2 separate regions of the Mus musculus genome follow, and region 2 is linked to region 1. A link is a contact called in public promoter capture Hi-C data. All regions are on one chromosome and are shown on one strand. Each heading gives the region's core, a stretch centred on a gene start, on an enhancer-like site or on the middle of the called end of the contact. The rest is flanking DNA. Distances are from core to core; before and after follow the strand shown. Region 1 holds the start of Pon1 (paraoxonase 1). Region 2 holds the start of Pdk4 (pyruvate dehydrogenase kinase, isoenzyme 4).

Evidence for each region. Promoter capture Hi-C pulls out the DNA fragments that hold promoters and counts their contacts.
Region 2: a contact with region 1 is called in a promoter capture Hi-C map of liver, with 2.3 times the contacts expected there. The contact joins the promoter of Pdk4 here to the promoter of Pon1 in region 1. A contact is called at or near these places in 1 of 39 promoter capture datasets (liver), 1 of 15 datasets of contacts at CTCF or cohesin (the NIH/3T3 cell line) and 2 of 484 Hi-C or Micro-C datasets (both in liver).

The regions. Positions count from the first base shown.
Region 1 is chr6:5,192,577-5,195,276 of GRCm38.p6, forward strand. Pon1 (paraoxonase 1) reads right to left here and starts at 1,370. Exons shown (of 9, transcript NM_011134.3): 1 at 1,100-1,370. The coding sequence starts at 1,173.
Region 2 is chr6:5,494,915-5,497,614 of GRCm38.p6, forward strand. It overlaps Pdk4 (pyruvate dehydrogenase kinase, isoenzyme 4), which reads right to left and starts at 1,364. Exons shown (of 11, transcript NM_013743.2): 1 at 1,119-1,364; 2 at 1-117. The coding sequence starts at 1,248.

The DNA.
Region 1 (2,700 bases), core at 120-2,619:
AATAATAATTTATACAACCCAACTCTGTGGAGGATTCAAATTAGTCCATAAGATTATATAATTGTTTGTTTCCAAATAGTCCATGTTCATTAATTTTTTACTTCAGAGTAAATAACACAATAGTATTGACTAAAACTTTTTCAGGAGGATGGTGTGTAGACTTTGGACCCTCATAAAGGGTTATCATAAAACTTCTTATATATCTCTAGCCTCCTGCCCATTAACACTCTGGTGGGTTCCTAAATTCTTTCAAGGGAAGCAGGAAATAATACCACTGAATAGCTACTGCATTCCAGGCTTCTTGTTAGTAGTTTTCTGTGTATGGTACCATGGCTGGTTTATTGGAGCATTCAGTGGTTAGAGATGCAGTGTTGTGCCCAAGATAGCTTGATCAAAGCAAAGCCAGACAAGCAGTGGAGTTCACGATGCCCCTTACCTCAGCCCAGCACCCTCTGGAGCATGTAGGCTACCCCAGGGATCAGTTGCTCCCGGTGGGCCAGTTATAAGCAGTCTTTCTGTCTATTTCCTTAGTGGAATCTCAGATTGAGATTCTCCAAGCCAGGAAGGTTTACTACATCTAGTACTACATCTTTTTCACTAATGTATTGACTAGCAAACTAACTCCATCCCCCAATACACACACACACAGACACACACACACACAAACACACATACACAGACAGACAGACACACACACAGACATACAGACACACAGACACACAGACACACACAGACACACAGACACACAGACACACACACACACACAGACACACAGACACACACACACATACACACACACCAGTCTGGCATTTGGAATTTATTTTTTAAAGCCAGGTTAAAAAGTGACTGTAGCTAGGCACACAGACCTTGCAGAAATATCATTTGTGTACCCTGACCCTCTCTAGCTCTCAGACACAGGGCAGGTTTTTAACAAGCACAGGGAAGACTGACAACATCTATGAGGCACTCTGAGATGTGCATCCTACCCAGTGCCTATAGATTTAAAGAACCAGGAGGGGTGTGGAGGAGCTCCTGGACCTGGCAGGGGTAGGAACCACGTGGCTGCAGCCCTCACCCCAACCACCCCAACACAACTTACTGATAGGAAGACCGATGGTTCTTGTAAAGTGCCAACACCAGTCCCACGAGGGTGAGTGCTAGCAGCTTCGCCATGGCCTGAGACAGATGGACAGGCTGAGGATGGACAAGTGCAGCAACACTGGTCAGTCCTGAGACCTGCAGCCCAGTGGCTTTGACAACTCTGGATTGGCCGGCCAGAGCCTGTCTGAGGCCCGCCCCCAAGTGCCACAGCTCCAATTTAGCCAGAGTCCTCCAGAGGCACTCTGCTGGCTAGGTGCTTCATTTCCCTCATCTACCCAACCCATCCCCCAATTATAAGGCGAGAAAAGGCAGACATAAACTGGTCTGGAGGGGATTAAGCAAGCAGGAGGAAACAGAGAGCCCTGGGAAAAAATGTGCCAGGAGGGTGAGCCCTTTGCTTTGTGCCAGGAAATAAGTAAATAAACAAACAAAGCAGTTCTAATCCTTGTGGCTCAGAGGGGTTCACCATGATAACAGCCAATTACGAGCACAGAAAAGAGTGCCTAGGTCGGAAGCCCTAAGGTGCAGGCCGTCCTCACCAGGAGGCCCACACAACCGCAGCCTCACAACACCACCATTTCAGAATATCTCCTTCTCCCAGTGCCGCTTCTAAGTTCCAGCTCCCCAAGACATAATATTCCACCATTCAGCATCTCTCTTATGTGACTGAGGTTTATTGAGTGCCAGCTATGTACCAGGCACTGTTCAAGATGCTAAGAGGCATGACAAGTCTCTATGGAGCTTACATCAAGTGAGGGGAGTCAAAGAAATCATCTCTGTGGAGGCCAGTGCGGCTGCGCAGAATGCACGGGGACTTGCTGCCAAGCCTACCAACCTGAACTCCGTGACTAAGACTTGTGTGGTGGAAGGAGGCTTGACTTCCGCTGCTTGTCCTCTGACTTTCTCATGTGCGTGTAAAGATGCTTGCGCGCACATGAGTGTACACACACACACACACACACACACACACACACACACACACACACAAACACACACACACACGAGAGAGAGAGAGAGAGAGAGAGAGAGAGAGAGAGAGAGAAGGAGGAGGAGGAGGAGGTTATTTAAAGAAACATAAAGATGATACTTGTAATGCTGTGAATAGCGATTTGTGTACTAAACATGGGTCACAGAGACAAATAACGCAGGAGAAGTTGGGAGTGATTTCCGGGCTAGTTCAGAGTAGTAGGAGAGGCCCAGTGGAAGGAGGGGTGCACCCAGGGCCTTCAGCGCTCTTCCAGCCTCATCTGGGTACTGCTTGCTTCATCTAACCCCAGTCCCTCCCTTTGCTCTGCATCTCCTTTCCTTTCAAGTCATTTGGTCCCAATTGCACTTTCCCTCCTTTGCAATGTTCTCCTCTTTCCACTTTCTAGAATATTTGTCAGGTGCCAGTGTGCTTTAGTTCTCAGGTAAAGCGGTTGATTTCATAACCTAAGTACTGCCCTATGTTTCTGCTCCCTTGGGAACACTGAGCCTTAAACTTGAGCTTCTGTGTAACAAAGGGCACCACCCTTCAGGAGGGTCCACAGGAAAGGGAGCGACCTTAGGGAAGATGGGCAGTAATTGTTTGCCTTCTTGCCATGTCCACTTGCCATATTA
Region 2 (2,700 bases), core at 114-2,613, 300 kb after region 1:
GAGTGTTCACTAAGCGGTCAGGCAGGATGTCAATCTCCTTCAGGATATTGGCCAGGCGGACGGGCAGCTCTTGCCGCAGAAAAGCAAAGGACGTTCTTTCACAGGCATTTTCTGAACCTGTAGTGGGTGAAGCGTGTTCAGTTTGGGGGAAAATTTGAGACTAAATAGCAAATACAAAGGATGTTGTAAAATAATATCTTAACTACAGTTAGCTTAGTGCTTATAGACACTTTAAAGCTAGATCTTTAGTGCCTTTTTCTTTCTGTCCAATTTCACCCCCTTTTCACTTTTTAAGAGTGACCAATATAGGTGAAATACTGTTTATTTTCTTTATGAAAAGAAAAAAATAAGCCCACGGTGGAGAAATCAGACCACTCTCCAGTTATTTCTATGCGTGAGTCCAGGGCCTGTACCACAAACTCAATAACACACCCTTAATGAGTATGAACCTGAAAGGGTCTGGGTAGAAGGAGACAGAGGCCTTTCCAGACTAGCAACAAACAATACCACATTGACATCTTGAAATGTTCCATATGCCACCGCGGAAGAAAAGGAGTAACTGTCTTTTTTTTTTTTTTTTTGTAGTAGTAGTAGTAATGTAAATACTTGTAAAACAATAAAGGAGAAATAGTAAAGATGCCTGCTAGGCATGCCAAGAGATCAGCGGGGTGTGTGTGGAGGCGGGGAGTATGAGTTTAAATCTGTATCTATCAATCTAAGGTAAGTTTGTGTTATTAGGAAATTGGGAAGAAAGGAGTTAGTTTAGCTTCTAGTCCATTATTAAAATGGTGGCTGAAAGGATATATATATATATATATATATATATATATATATATATATATATATATATATATACACACTCAAATGATCTAGACAGTGAGAAGAGAAAAGTAGATTCGAAGTTGAGCATCAGTATGGTTACAAGTGACTTAGCCTTTCTGGTACAAACTGTCAGAAAGTAACCAAACTAGGAAAACAGGTGCACAGCCTTTTGAGAATCCCGAGTTCTTCGGTCAAAGAGACCTCAGTCGTCCTAGCCCTGAACTCAGCCCTTCCCATCCTGGGGCCTCCCCAGCCTCAGCGCCACCCTCCTGGGCCCTGCGTCGCCCGCCTCTCACCAAAGTCCAGCAGCTGCTTCATGGACAGCGGGGACGGGCTGTAGCGGGAGAACAGCTCGACCTCCCTGGGGACCAGGCTGGCGCTGCTCAGCGAGCTGGCGCTGCGCATCACGAAGCGGGCTGCCTTCATCCTGACGCCCACCTAGGCTGGCGGTGGTTAGGATCCGTAGGGTTGGCGAGGGCTGCGGGTCAGGAGCGCGGTCGAGAGGGAGCAAGTGCGTTGTGGTCCCAGGGTCCCGGGTGCTCGAGCCTGGGTGAAGGGTTGACACTTGGGTCTTCCCACCACCCGATGTCTTGCCTTTTATCTACCTCCACGCCCTCTCCACAACTCCAGCCAGGAGGAGGCTCTGGGACTCTGAACTTGGGGCCACACCAATCAGCTCAGAGAAAGAACTTTGGGCTCCTCCCTTTGGCCGCGGTCACTAGAAAGGCCTGGCACAGTGATCCCGACACGGTTTCCATGGCCTGCAAGGGGCAAAGGGTGAGAGGGAGGAGGGTTGGGGTGGGATAGGGGGAGCAGCCACAGCAGGCATCCGGGATGACGTGGGCCCCCTTGGGATAGATCCCAGGTCGCTAGGACTTCAGGCCCGCCCAGACTTGTCCTTGTTTACAACTCCAGAGCCATCTCAATGTCACGCATTCCTAGCCAGAAACTGTTTCCAAGAATCTCACCGCGGAGCGTGCATTGGTGTTCGCTCAGAGCGGGACTTTTACAGTAGCCAATCATCTGCTTACTAAAGTATGGGCTTCTTTGCCATTGGACCTCGAAAGCAAGGACCACCCTACAGTTTTATCCACTTTCTTCTTAGCGAACAGCTCAAGTTTAGAAACTGCCTAAATAGGCTTATTATTAATGTGGTGGAAAATCCCAGTTCACTTCTCTCCTGTAACACTTTCTACCTGTTAATTAAATGCAAACTAAAGAGCGATTTGCTGAGGGTTTGGCTGGCCCTGTAGTCCCCCTTCCCTGTCATTCCCCTCTTTCTCTAAGGCCTTCTAGTTTGCTCTTGACCGCCCTCCACTCCCCAGTCTGCTCCAAAAGCTCTTTCTTCATTGCGGCTGCCCTCCTTCCAAAAAGCAGCCTTTGTCACTAGCAGGCACCAGTAGCATATTTTAGTTATTTGGGCTCTTTCATTTCCCAGAGGCTCAGTGCATCCTACCCTACTTTGTTACTGCCCAATATTGACCTCCCTAATGACTGCTGTTGAAACATGCTAGCGGGTCATAACACTCTCATCCTAACCTCTCTCGTCCTCCCGTTCACTCTAAATGGACTGTAGAATGAAGCCAGTGTTTAGGGACGCTGTAACGACTTGGTTGCAAATGCAATGTAATGGGAACTACTAATAGTAATAAACTGCAAGGGCAGTTTGTTATCCAAGGCACCCTTAGCCTTCGACCCTTGCATATGAGGAGACTGGGGTGTTATGAAAGTCATAGATGACGGTGGGTGCACTCTTTGCATTTTCCCCCATGAGAGCTCACCCAGTCACAGGACTGATGTCTGATTTCTGCCTCTAGTTCAAACTCTGCCCCAGATTCCAGTGCTCTGCTGTTTAGTGGACTTGTGCAGGCACAGGTC